Regions from separate parts of the Mus musculus genome. Here regions 1, 3 and 4 are each linked to region 2. The links are chromatin contacts, called in public Micro-C and promoter capture Hi-C maps. All regions are on one chromosome and are shown on one strand. The core of a region is the stretch at or near the end of the contact, and the rest is flanking DNA. Distances in the headings are between cores, read along the strand shown. Region 1 holds the start of Meak7 (MTOR associated protein, eak-7 homolog). Region 2 holds the start of Crispld2 (cysteine-rich secretory protein LCCL domain containing 2). Region 3 holds the start of Cibar2 (CBY1 interacting BAR domain containing 2). Region 4 holds the start of A330074K22Rik (RIKEN cDNA A330074K22 gene).

Region 1 (3,257 bases), core at 269-2,768, 210 kb before region 2:
AGAGCCAGAGCTTGGCTGCTCTGTGAGGAAGGCAGGGGGAGGGGAAGGGCAGGTTTGGAGCCCACAGCTCAGGGAGGACTGGGGAGAGACCTTGAGAATATGGCTCTTCACCCTGTACCAGCCCAGCCGCTACAGCTGGAAGGCCGCCTGTCTCCACACAGCTGCAGCAAGAATGATTCTCGGGGGGGCCCATGCTCTCCCTTTAGGCTGCAAGCTCTGTCATGGGGCCAGCAATCTGTCAGCTTCCCGGAGAAAGGTCTTGCATGTGTCAGGGGCAGGTTCTGTCCTCCATGGGGACACCTTGGTCCATGGGGTAGCTTTCCCCTGGCAACTATGTCCACCTTTCTTAGGTGAAGACATCTTTCAGTGACTGTAAGGTCACTTGTAGCAGTGAGTATCAGCCTTGTGACCCAAAAGAGACACTTGCCAAGGATCAAAGCCATTTTTCTTATCAGAAAGCGGGGGTGGGGGGGTGGGGGGGATGTGGAGAGACCCTTTAAAGGTCACCCACAGCCCTGACCATTCTCCACACAGGGCCTATGAGCTCTACAGTCTCAATCCATACACAGGTGGCCATTCCAGACAGTTTTTGTATAACAATGGGCTTTCCCACCTGGGCACAATCAAGGGGAAGCCTTTGCCCGACCAGATCCAAGTCTCCTGAACCCACCAGTGAGCTTCCTTGAACATTCCAGTCTCCGCAACAGTCTATCCTCAACACTCTACTGCCCCTAATAGCTAAACACGTCCTTCCTCCTCCCCCCAACCAGGTGATCCATTTCGGGAGGGGGCCCTCTCCCCAACAGTGAAGTCCCATCACCAAGTCACTAACCCATGGTCTTAAAAGGAGTTTAGCTTGCCGTGCTTTAATAAGCTTGGGTGAATCGTTTAACATCGCCACCTGGTTCTGCTTTCCAGAAACCAAAGACAAACACAGATGGACCCTGGAGAATAAAAAGGGCTCCTTGTGTCACGAAGAATGTGGCGAGCCAGCTCTTTGCAGCCCCAAGCTCCTGGTGGCAGGCTGGAGTGTGCCTCGGACAATTTCCCATGGGGCCTCCAAGAGATCGTGACACACTGTCTGGTTCCTGGGGTCAACACCCCATCAGAACAGCCACACCAAGCCCATGTCCAAGTCCTGGAGCCTACTGGGTCTGCAGCTGGCAGCCCTCCATCTGTCCCAGCCCCCCTCAGGAGTGCAGGCCAGGGCACCTTCCTCGCCTCCCCCTAAATTGGTTTTGAGCTTGCCTCTGAAGGAACTCTATTGGGTTCGTCTCGGAAAACAAGGCAGGCCCACGGATCCCTTCAGAGCCCAGCTTCACCCCATCCCAGGCACTCTCTGCTTCTCTGACAGTAGCCTGAGACAGTAGCTTCCTTGGGGGCTGCTCAGGCCACCCCGAAGGTCTTCCTTCCTTCCTTGAGCTATGCCCAGCCTCGCCCGGGCTCCCTCCCTCCGGCTCACCAGCCTTGGTCTACAGGGACCGAGCTCCTTCCGGTACGTCCTGGGCAGCAAGGTTGCCCGGGTCGCCCAGCCCTTTCCCTAGCAACGGCGCTGACGGACGGTCATGAGCACCAATTGGAAAAGGGCTACTGAGAGGTGGAGCCCGAGTCAGATCTTAACCAATGGGATTGTAGTTCACGGGGAGTGGGCGGAGCCTGGGATCGAAGAACTGAGCCTGTAACAGCGGAACACTTGGGGATGGTTGACAGTTGCTCAGGTTCTGCAAAGGCTGAAGGAGAACTTGGGCTTTAGGAGGTGCTAGGAAGCTGCTGAAGGGCTGGAAGCGGATCAGGGGGTTTAAATGCAGGGAGCGGATAGAAGGGAGCAATGTGGGAGGCTGGGAACAGGGGCACTGTGAACAGAAGGCCTGAGCTGGGACTCGCCCCCCAGAACTAGGGTGGAAAATCTGACCTCCTTACCTCCTGAAGTCCATTGCGTTAGCCAATAGAGCACTTGACACACAGAAGCAGATGCCGGCCGGTCTTGTCCCCAGGAGTGGGATAGCTTGCTATCAGCCCTACCGGGCCTTTTCTGGTGTCGGAGACAGACACAACAGAGGTAGGTCCCAGAATTCTCAGCAGAGACGAACCCACTGTCGCTGCCTGCAAACCCCACCGTCCGAGTGGCACAGAGGAACTCCTCCCAACCCCCCAAAGTAACAGAAGCTGCTGTCTGAAATTGTAGCTGGAAAAATGACACCAGAGGCCGGAGAGGTGGCAGAGTCCTTAAGAACACTTGCTGCTCTAACAGAGGACACAGGTGAACCCACACTTCAGCTCAGGCCTGCTTGTAACTCCAGTTCCAGGGGATCCGACGCCCTCTTCTGGCCTCCAGAGACATTGCACACACGGTGCACATAAAGCAAAACACCACACATTATTATTAGTATTATTAGTATTATTATTTAATTATTGTGACACCAGCCCGGCTGAGTGTAGTGGCATACACCTGTAATCTCAGCACTTCAAGAGGCTTAGACAGGGGCATTGCTGCAAGTTTGTGGCCAGCCTGGTCTACACAGTGAGTTCCAGGCCAGCCTGGGATACAGAGAGTGGAAGTTTTGAAAAGGCGAGTAGAAGAGAGACAGCAAAAGAAAACGGGCAGCTAGCTCCCCCTAGTGGATTGAAGTCACATGTCCACCAGAAGCCATCTGCCTTTCGCTCAGCCAAGCTCCACCTAGCGTTTGTTCCCAACATTCCACGGCCATCTTAACACCAAGACACCTTGAATTGACTTGATCCCCCACCACCACCCTCCTATGAGCCCCTAGGAAAACGACCAGTCAGTGGGCAGAGCCTCGAGCTGAAGTTGGGCTACAAGGGCCATCATGGAGGAGTGAGGCTGAGGCAGCCAGGACAGCCTTTGAGTCCTCCAGGGCATCATGGGTCACCAGTCTGTGACATATGAAAATGTGTCAGGCTCCTTTCCTCCCCTTAGTGCCTACTCCTTCATTCAGTTCCCACCTGGCATGTATAAACTAAGGGGAGAGGGTAGGACGGAGGTGTGGCTGTGGATATATGCTGCAGGTTGGGCGAGTGACATGGAGAGGAGCTGAGGTTCAGGGGCTTCTAGCAAGAAACCAGTTAGGTTATAAAGATCCAATTGGATGTCTAGGGTTGAGAGTTCATCCAAGCATGCTACTTTCCCTGTCACGGCTCAACCACCTTTCCAGGCCTTTCATAATGGGAAGCCAGGGCCCTATGCTGAGTTAGGGTTCAGAGCGGTTAAGTGATTTTCCCAGGAACACACAGCTGGG
Region 2 (3,095 bases), core at 212-2,711:
CACAGGGGAGGGAAAGGGGAAACTGAGGAAGAGTAGGAAGAAGAGCTGGAGGTTCTGGGATGGCCAGACTGAGGGAGACTTGGCATGTTGGTTTGACCTGATGATGATAGGCATGTAGAATGCTTCGGTGGGGAGGGGTGTCTAAGAGTCCCACGGAGCCATCAAGGAGCTTTGCAAGGTTGTCATGAAAAGCGTCAGCAGGGCGGTGTGGTGGGGCCACTCAGAGCCTGGGACTTCTATTACTGACAAGCCACTCCTGCCCAAATGCTGGGTCCCAGAAAAGCCCTGTTCCTCATCACTTCCCGTTCCTGGGTGGGTAACAGGACCCAGTTTATCCTGTTTTGCATTCAAGGCTTAATGGTCACGGACACTGGCAACAGAGTGGGCACGTGCACTTTGGAGACCTGTGACTCAGAGATGCGTGCAGGAATCTCTGTGTTGGTCAGTCCCTTCACTGAGGAGAATAGGGATGCTGGCGTCTGAGGGTGGTCAGGCCAGATCGTCAGCACCAGAGAATGGCACATGGAGCACAGGGCCCACCCTCACTGGCCTTGTCCTGGGTCACCCCCAGGGCTGCTAATCAGCCCTGTTAATCAGCACTGACTCCTCTGGTACTTGGAAGACAGCTTAGGGTGTAGCAAGTGAGTGCAGGTCGCTTGATGATGGATGCTTCCAAAACTGAGCATTAAGGACGGGATTTAAAATGAAAAATATTAACATATCTGAATCTTTATCTGCGCAGTGCTGCGTCAAGGACTTGGGTAAAGATCTCTGGTTGTAATCCAGGTTCCCCAACATGTCACGAGGAACCCCAGCGGGCTCGGCTGTACCTGCTCCTGGTAGTATTTGTGGAGGTGTTAGTGGGAGGTGCCTCTTTGGATGGGTGGTCTTCTCCAGTCCCACTTTAAGTGACTGAGAGTGTTCTGGGGGATCTCTTAGCTCTTCCCGCTCATTCCCTCACTTGCCCTTAAGGGTTTGGGTGTCAACCTTTACCTAAAGTAATTTCCCGGATTCTAACCTCGGGTTATTTGCTCCAGGTAGACGCCAAATGCCCTGGGGCACGTGGTACTAAGCTTACTGGAACCTCACCCTGGGGTTCTTGAGGAGGCGGGATAATCTCTCCACAGAAGTGGGACATAGCCTCCTCCCTAAATTGCTGGGAACCCCCGAGATCCTCCTAGTTTGGGAATAGGTCGTGGCGGATAAATGCGCACACCCCGGCTCAGCACGTGCTTCCCGGTGGTCTTTTGTCCTGTCCTTCACTTGAGTAGTAGAACCGGGTGGGGTCCACAGGCCACGGACTGTCTGGGGGTGCCCAGCCTGCCGCACGCAGAAAGAGCTCAATGAAAACTACTTTTATGGTCACGGCTAGGGGCCGCGCGCTCCTTGCGCATCGTGGTCCTCAGTGCCTCCACCCTCCCGAAAACAGGAGGCGGGGCCGGCGCCTCGCAGCCCAATCAGCGCTGCCTGTGGACTTGGGGGGCGTGGCTCAGGATGCTCTAAGAAGCTACTAGGGGCCGCGCTCAAGTCCTGGACCCACTCAGAGCGCCCAGCATCCGCAAGGTTCCAGATCTGCAACTTGCTTGCCCAGCGCTCCCCAGGTTGAGGCCAGAGTTCCGCACAGGTGAGAGGGACTCGGTCCCGCTGTTCTTTTGTCTGTAGGAGAACAGGTCTTGTCGCGTAGCCTACGCTGTTCTCGAACTCTTAGCCACCTCACTGCTTCGGCTGCAATGTCTCCTCTTTCTGTCCTTTTTCGACTCTCTTGCCCTGACTAAGGCAGACGCGGTGCTTCAGGGCTGTTCAGGGCTGTGTGCCGCCGTTCTGCAGAGCCCTTACCTGCAAGATCCTTTTCAGATGAAGAAATTGAGGCTCAACTACGAAGCTTTTTGCCCGGGACTGACTCGCGGTTAGGAAGCCGTTGGAGCTGGGATCCCTAGCCTGGCTGCACGAAGCTGCTTCGCGCTTCACTGAGGCGCGCTCTTTTGCCCACCCAAGGCAATTTGCCACCATTTGGGGCGGTAGTGTGTTGTCAGTGGGCGTCGATAACTGGCTCGATGATGGCTTGGTTGCGTTAGAGGGGTCTTTCACTCTGTGAGGGTAAGGTTCAGGTGATCACAGGGGCAGGTAAGTGCCTTTGGTTCCAAATGACAGAGCCACACCCCTTTTCCATTGGCAACAGGCTTGTGGTGAGGGGGTCTCCTAACCCTATTTCAGATAAAATATGGAGGGTCAGAGAGGTAAAGTGAGCTGGACTACAGCAGAGACAGGTCTGGAAGCCACCTCCGACTGCCTCCAAGGCTTCCCAGGGACGTGTCCAGGTGTAGCACAGTCTGGACTCTGGCCCATAGGAATCCTTCTGTCTCAGTTTCCTGAGTTGTCGGGATTATAGCAACTCTTCTAGAGACTGTTTTAGGGAACACATGACAGGGTCTTTTCCTAAAGTGGGCATCTTGAATTAAGTCCTCCTGTCAGGAGTATTGGCCCCAGATGAGGAAAGCCAAGATCAGCTCCTTTGGGGTATAGACTTGGTGCCAGATGCCTGTTGCTGCAGTGCAATTTGAACTGGCCCTCTTTCCAGGGAAAGGTGAGTTGCTACGGTGACTAAGCCCGTGTGAGAGGCTGTCTGGATGCCTGGCTTTCCTGGAGCCAAGAGCGGGGCTGGAAATGTCCACTGTTAGACCTGGGCTCCTTGCCCTGAGGAAGTAGGGTAGTCCTGCCTTCTCCAGATGATCTTACACTCCGCACATCAGGTCTGGAGTCTGACAGCCCTGCAGAACAAGGCTGGACCACGCTGCTTGCCACAAAGGAACTGAGGGATGTACAGCATCACTTGGCATCCTCTATCTGCCACCGTCCTCACCTCACCTCCAGGAGGAATAGCAGGTGTGGCGCTACAGTGCCTGACTTGGGAGCGGTGGCTGGGGACCTGGGTCAGTGGCTCAGAGTCTTGAATCTGGGCTGGAAGTGGAGAGTGACTTGTGATTATACCCCCATAGGTGGGCCTGGCTCTGGACTCTAACACCCACGGCTTGTAGGTCCTGCCTTTTAAAAGACAGCTATATATCCACTACTGCCTCTGTCTTCAACCTGACCTT
Region 3 (3,442 bases), core at 124-2,623, 190 kb after region 2:
GCAAGAGCAATCGAGGGGACACCCAGTGTCTTCCTCTGTCCTCTGCACAGTGTGCACAGTGTTAGAGACACACACATACATAATTAATTTATACTCATAATTAAATTTATACTTAATTTATACTCCCTTCCCAGTGTCTTGCATCTTGCAGTCCATTTGGTACCAAGGATGCTCTGATAGGGAGTTGTGGACAGCTGTGATGGCTGTCACTGGATGCTACACGATGCCATCCGACCCCATCAAGCTCCCTGCGGAGTACTTGGGCTCTCTATCACCCTTACTCCTCTGCCTGGTCCCTTCTCCCTCCCACCAGCCCTGGGCTCCTCCACAGAGCTCTTTGCAGACCACTGACCACCGCATGCCACACGCTTGCCTTCTCTGACACACCTCCAGGGCTCATGCCGCCTCCCACACCCCGCATCCTGCCCACAGCCAGCGTTAGTGACAACCTGTGTGCTCAGTCTTCATAAGGGTACAGGAGGCTCCTGAGGCGTCCTGTCACAGTCCCCTCCCCTCAGCCCCAGGTCTTTCCTGTCCCTTGCTGCCCTCCCTTCTCTAGAACCCAAGCCCCTCTTGTGGCCTCTAGTGGTGGCCACTTGGCAGACCCCATAAGGAGCACTGTCTCACGCCTGCTAATGAGCTTCAACTTTGTAGTTTGCAAATGCTCCGCTCACACTTCCCTAGAAGAGGTTGCTATTGACATTTTTTTTTTAATCAAGTAAACAAAAGCCCAGAGATGCAAAGCATCCCGCCCAAGGGCATACAGCAGGCCAGACTCCAGGATGGCTGTCACTCATACACAGTTAGACAGGCAAGCAGGCCCCGTGGGTAAGGCTGGAAGCCAGCTTTTAAAGAGCATTCTGGGTGCATCCAGGACACTGGAAGTCTGAGTCCTAGGGAGACTCAAAGGCAATCAGGGAGGGCAGGTGACAGGGAGTCTGGGGCCATTAGAGGGAGCAGTGTCAAGGTCTGGGGCCTGGGTTTTTGGAGGGGTTCCTAGGGGGCAAGCAAAAGCAGGGAACAGACCAGAGAGTGGCTACACTTGCTCTTCACGCAGCACAGGTGAGGCCGACAGATCGCATTCTGGTAACCTCTATGCTTCAAGCCCTCCCTCCACTTTGAGAAGGGATGGCAGGGGGCTCACCTGCCCTCCTCCCCGATGTGGCAGAACGTGAGGATCCCACCTGCATACCCCTCCCAGCAGCGCAGGCTGCTCACCTGGAGAGGACGACGTTCATTGTGGACAGAGAGAGGCACCTGCTGCCAGGATCTTGGGGAGGATAAGGACAGGGCCCCAGGGGTCCCCTAGTCAGAGAGAAGGCAGCTAGTACTGGGCCCAGCTGTGTGGTCTGGCTAAGCTCAAGGGACTCTGCTGCCTGGTTGCCAGGCAACGGGCCATCCCCAGGCAAGCCCTGGGAGGAGCCCAGCTGGTTGCTGGGCAACCAGGGCCTCCCCTGCGGGGTGAGGAGGGCCAGCTTTGCCTTGGGGCTTAACCACTCTCTGAAATGAATTGGAAGTGGGACACAGAACCTCCACATGCCTTTGAATATGGTGTTCTTGGGGGTTCAAAGTGCTTGTAACCACCAGGAACGGACAGGGAGATCCCCGAAGGGAGCTTGCCTGGGACTTCACCCTGGACCCTGCTGTGTAGAGTCTCCTCCACCCTCAAGGCAGAAGGCCCGGTGGGCGGGGCGTGGGAGCCAGTGTCACTGAGGGTGGGGGGAGTAGACGGTAAAGGGAAGCGGAGAAGGTGAACCAAAGGAGTGCGGGGGGGGGGGGTGCGGGGGGACAGGCAGCAGCTCAGAGGAGTGCCTAGCGAATCAGGCAGTCCTGGGCTTCCCAGAGTATGCGACTCCCACTGTTAGACTTGGGGAAGGTGACTCCAGCGTCAGAGCACTAACACGTTGAGAGGTCTGCGGGTCACAGCCCCCGCCCCGCCCCGCCCGCCCCGCCCCGCCCCACTCGCCCCGCCCCACTCCCCTTTTCACTTAAGGTGCAAAGCAGGCCTGGTGGTGGAGGCAGAGAACCCAAGGCAAGATATTGATAGTTCCACGGGACGCCTGTCACACTGGGTCGTTTTTTTGTGTGCGTCCCAGCTCCATCATGCTGGGATTTGTTTTAAACACTTAGTAAGGCAGAAACATTACGGTCAGCTGCTTCAGATTCAAACCCCACGCCTCAGCTCTGCTGTGTGGCCTGAAAGCAAAGCCCTGGTCTCTCTAGTCTCCTAGACAATCGCCCAATAGGAACTGGAGCCCCTGCGGCAGGGATGAGGAGATAGGTGGGCTGGGCACTGGGAGCCGGGTCCCCTGTCCAGCGAGCCCTCAGAGCACACCTGAGTGCTGGGTCTCTGTGGCACATGTGTTATGCTCCCCTTTTGGGGGGCAGGGACAGGTTTCCCCAGACAACACAAATCTCTGTGTGTCCTTTACGGTACTGTGCCCTCTGTTTAGGGGCAGCCATGGCCCTGAACTCCTACCGGGGCTGTGCCAGTCCTGTGATTTTTCTCTCTGAATGATGCTCTGTGTCTCCTGGTCCGTAATCCCTCCCTTCTGAGGTGTTAGCTGAATTGAAAAGTGTCTCCCCAAAGTACATGTCCACCCTGGGTCTCAGAGCATCGCCTTACTGGAAACGGGGTCTCAGCAGACAGGCTGAGCAGATGAGTCACTCCGGCATGGGAGATGGGGCTCATTCAGAGGCTGCTGTTCCAATCTGCAGAGAATCCGCCTCCTGTACCCATTGACGGACTGTGGCTTTTCTGTCTGTGGGTGAGGGATGCCAATGCCCCAAGAATATGGCCAGCTTCTGGAATGCAGAGGTGACTGAATCCCACCTCTGATAGCCAGTGGTGGACGACTACATCCCTGCCTCAGTCTGTCTGGGGTCTTCTCTATCTTAAGGAATCGGTTTCCTCCAGACCCCAGCTATTCCAGTTAATCAGCTTCGTCCCTGTCTGCCCTGTACTATAGCCTGTGACCACCAGAGGGCGACAGAGACCACACTCCAGTCCTCCTGCTTAGGGTGGCGGGATTGCAGAGGGGACACAGGAGACTGGAGACACAGGTATGGCATAGGTGTGGAGGACAGACTGTGCGAGGTCTCGTCATTGGCTCTCTTGGAATCCTTGGAAACCTTATGAATTTGAAAAAATGAAAACTGTCTCGGGCTATGCAGAACTAAGACATGGGGGTCAGAGTGGAGGTTGGCCGACTGGAGAGTCACCAACCCGCATTGTCCAGGGTGGCCACTGGAGGGCGCATATTCTCTGTCCTTGTCTGGTTCTCTGTAGTCCCTTTCCTGTCTTTCTCTGTGTCTCCGTGTTTCTCCTTGTTTCTCTGTCTTTATCTGTGTCTGTCTCTGCCTCTCTCTGTCTCCCTCTGTCTCTCTCTCTGTCACTGTCTGTCTGTCTGTCTGTCTGTCTGTCTGTCTGTCTGTCACTCTC
Region 4 (3,420 bases), core at 763-3,262, 240 kb after region 2:
GTACACACAAACAAATGTAAAACACGCATGTATGCCTACACTTGTTTACACAAACACCAGTACATACATGTGTATATACACAGCACATGTATGTATGTATCAACACACACACTTGCTAACATGCACATACATAGTCTCCTGTCATATCAGCCTCCTGTGCCAGGCATCTCTTGCTTTCATTTGGACTACCATGGAGGAAGCTTGTGCCCATTGCACATAGCAGGAGACTGAGGTTTGTAGAGTTATGAGGTCTGCCTCTGCCTTAGGTACACACAGCTGGCAGGATGGGGTTTAGGGCTTTGGACTTAGGTATGAAGCCAGTCTTGGCTATGCTGTGTGCAGGATGGACTTAGGAGGATTGGCTCTTGGGAGACAAAAGGGTGCAGGAGGCAGAAGAGGGCAAAGGAAATAAGAAAGAAAATGGACGATGAACAGACATGGAGGGAAAACGGCAGCCCCAGCTGAGATCCTAAGGCTGAGAGAGACTTAAGGGCTCTGAAGATGGGCAGCTGGGCCAGGCTGAGGGAGACCTGGGTGAGCTTAGGTAGGAACAGCTTTCCCAGGCTCCTTCCTATGGAGTGAGACACCCAGGCCCTTCCTGAGTAAGAACAGACAGGGTCCTTTCATCAGCCTCTCCTCTAACAAGGTATGAACCACGCCAGCAGCCAGGGGATGCCTCCCCGCCCTGGTCTGCGAGACAATTTGCTGAGCCAGCACTTTTTTGGGCCAGGGAAGGGACAGAGTCCCATCCTCTGCCATGTTGACACCCCACCCCAGTTGATTCTGGAGCTCTGGAATGTTAGGGATTCCCAAGAGGCCCTTCCTCCTGCTCATTTGGAGGGGGGGGGGAGCAGCCTTATTTACATGTCAGCTCACCAAGTGGTGGCAGTGGTGGTGGTGGGGCTCCTGCCTTTGGGGTTCAGGCACCATCTCCAGCTGGCAGGGTAGACAGCTGGAAGCTTCTGGAAAGTAACTGCTCACAGTTTTGAAGCTTTGAGGGCTCCTTTTACAGATGGGAGACGATTGCTTAGTGACCCAGCCTGAGCCAAAGGGCACCATCTGTGTGTGTGTGTGTCATACATGTGTGTGCCTGTGTGCCTAGGAGGCGCCAAGGACAGTCTCCAGCAGCTTCTGGGTGACAGGGGCCAGATGTCTGCCTGGGGAGGCCACATACTCCTAGCAGAACCCTGCTGCCTGGGTCTGAATCCTGCCTGGCCTCTTGAGTCATAAAATGAGGGGCATCCCACACTTGCTTCTTGTGGGGAAGTAACTAAGAGGCATGTAACAGCTCTGAACTTGGCCTGCAAAGGGTTTGTCTCTGCATTAAATAACTACAATGTATCTGCATACAATACACTAAGTCCTGGATATCTGTGGTCTCAGCAGGAACACTTTAACAAGAAGGAAAAGGGCACAGAGAGGTTGAGTCCTTAGTCCCAGGACACACAGTACCCTTCTTACCTCTACCCCTAGGGTGATCTGGTGGGCCCTGTCCAGTCAGAGGGAGGGGGAGAGGGGAGATAGGCTGGGAGGACTTTGTCTCCAGGGTGATGCAGGAGACAACTCCTCTTTCCTCTGTCTTCAAAACTAGGGCACTGGGCTTAGAAAGGTGACCCCCAACCCTGGGCTGCTGAAGGGCCAGGACCTCCCCAGATCTTGGAGGGGGGTTACCCTTCCCAAGCCTCCCTAGACACCCATCGTCCTCACCTGGCACTAGCGCGTCCGGCTTGACCTTTTCTTAAAGATCAGCGGCAGCGGCTGATGGGTTTCGTGGGTCCCAAAGGAGACCCTTCAGACAGCCCGAGCCACGGGCTGCAGAGCCCCTAATTGGAGCAATGAATCACCGCGGGCTCCTGCTGGACACAGAATAGACAGAGGAGCTGGGGCCTATTGTGCCATAGTTTGGGACACAGGGGGGTGAGGGGGTAGGAGAGGGTGGGGAGAGAGGAGGAGGGGGTGGAGGAGGGGGTTGGGGAAGAGAAGAGGTCAGGGGAGGAGGAATCGAGAGGAGAGGATGAGTCAGAGGAGGAGGGGCGGAGAGAGGTAAGAAGAGGAGGAGGATTAGAAGGAGGAGGAGGAGGTAGGGGAGGAGAGGAGGGAGAGGAGGATTAGGAGAAGGAGGAGTCCGAGTCAGGGGAGGAGGAGCCTGGGAAGAGGCGGGCAGCAGGGCGGCGCGAGGGAAGGCTTCTCCGCCTCCGCCTCCCTCCCGCGCCCTCCGCCCCGCGCCGCCCCGCCTCCCTCCTCCCCAATTAAATGACCCGACGCTCGGGCCGGCGCCGGAGCTCGCACATGCGGCCGCCGCAGCCGCCCGGGGCCCGTCGCCACCGTCGCCACCGCCGCGTTCCGGGCGCGCTCTCCGGCGCCGCCTGGGCCCGCGCCGCCACCCGCCGGGACTCGGCAGCCCCGGGCACCGCCGCGGAGACCCTCGGTGCGCCCCGGGCCGCGTGCGCGCCGCCGCGCGCCAAACTTTGCGAGTTGGGCGCGGGGCCTCGGTGCGCGCGGCCCGAGCAGCGGCAGCCGCGGGGCGCGCGGAGGCGGACGCGGCGGCCGGGCCATGAGCGGCCGGGCGGCGCCGCTCTCCCGTAAGCAGCGGCTCATGGCAGCGGCGGGCGCGGCCCTGTCGTGCTTCATCTGCGGCGGCGGCATCGCGCGCGGCAAGGAGCTGAAGCTGCCGGTGAGGCCGGCGGGCCCCGCGCAGCCCTTCTTCCCGTTCCTGCAGCAGCAGGAGCCGGCGCCCGGCGCGCGCGGGCTGAGCGCGACCGATGGCTGCGTGCTGGTGTGCGCCGTGTGCCGCTGCTTCCTGGCCGAGCAGTGGGCCGCCTTCGAGCGCGCGCGCACGCCCGTGGACAAGCGCGTGTACTGGCTCAAGAGGCCGCATCAGTGCGACGCGAGCGCGGCTGGCCGGCGCGGGGCCCGCGAGTGGAACACCGAGGACGCGCGCGACTCGGAGCTGTCGGAGCTGTCGGACGCCGACGCGCTGCCCGAACCGGAGCCCGAGCCCGAGCCCGAGCCCGAGCCGGAGCCGGAGCCTGAGCCCGAGGATGCGCACGACTCCAGCAAGTCCGGAGCCCGGCGCCGGCGCACGGGGCCAGGGGCGCACTGGGCTCCGGAGCCGCGAGCCAGCGTGCTGAGGGGCATCCAGGAACCCTGGCCCGGCCCCGCTGCGCCCGACGGCACGGACGGCGCCGCCTCCAGCCGGCCCGCGGCGCCCCCAGAGCGCAGTAGCACCCCCGAGGGCAACGACGTCGCCGGGAGCCTCGGGGACGAAGGGCTGGAGCGGCCTCCCCGGATACCCGCGGACAGCCAGGCCCGCTGTTGCTACGTCTGTGGCTCGGCGCTGTCACCGGCCTCGCAGCAGCAGATCCACGTGCAGAAGCAGGAGACTCCCGCCCAGGCGCCCTTCTTCCCCTTCCTGTGGCT

The links. Promoter capture Hi-C pulls out the DNA fragments that hold promoters and counts their contacts. Hi-C and Micro-C count contacts between places; a contact is called where the count stands out from the background.
Region 1: a promoter capture Hi-C map of liver shows a contact between it and region 2, with 2.1 times the contacts expected there. The contact joins the promoter of Meak7 here to the promoter of Crispld2 in region 2. A contact is called at or near these places in 3 of 39 promoter capture datasets (cranial neural crest and liver) and 2 of 484 Hi-C or Micro-C datasets (embryonic stem cells and nephron progenitors).
Region 3: a contact with region 2 is called in a Micro-C map of embryonic stem cells, with 1.9 times the contacts expected there. The contact joins the promoter of Cibar2 here to the promoter of Crispld2 in region 2. A contact is called at or near these places in 1 of 39 promoter capture datasets (epiblast stem cells), 3 of 484 Hi-C or Micro-C datasets (the HL-1 cell line and embryonic stem cells) and 3 of 9 other capture datasets (adipose tissue, liver and pancreatic islet).
Region 4: a promoter capture Hi-C map of liver shows a contact between it and region 2, with 4 times the contacts expected there. The contact joins the promoter of A330074K22Rik here to the promoter of Crispld2 in region 2. A contact is called at or near these places in 4 of 39 promoter capture datasets (embryonic stem cells, liver, pre-B cells and 1 more), 1 of 484 Hi-C or Micro-C datasets (the G1E-ER4 cell line) and 2 of 9 other capture datasets (adipose tissue and embryonic stem cells).

Annotation. Positions count from the first base shown.
Region 1 is chr8:119,776,898-119,780,154 of GRCm38.p6, forward strand. Meak7 (MTOR associated protein, eak-7 homolog) reads right to left here and starts at 1,519. Exons shown (of 8, transcript NM_028883.2): 1 at 1,463-1,519.
Region 2 is chr8:119,990,977-119,994,071 of GRCm38.p6, forward strand. It overlaps Crispld2 (cysteine-rich secretory protein LCCL domain containing 2), which reads left to right and starts at 1,462. Exons shown (of 15, transcript NM_001310635.1): 1 at 1,462-1,624.
Region 3 is chr8:120,176,096-120,179,537 of GRCm38.p6, forward strand. It overlaps Cibar2 (CBY1 interacting BAR domain containing 2), which reads right to left and starts at 1,374. Exons shown (of 9, transcript NM_001033980.2): 1 at 1,219-1,374. The coding sequence starts at 1,238.
Region 4 is chr8:120,226,218-120,229,637 of GRCm38.p6, forward strand. A330074K22Rik (RIKEN cDNA A330074K22 gene) reads right to left here and starts at 2,013. Exons shown (of 3, transcript NR_110496.1): 1 at 1,708-2,013. It also overlaps a transcript of Gse1 not described here.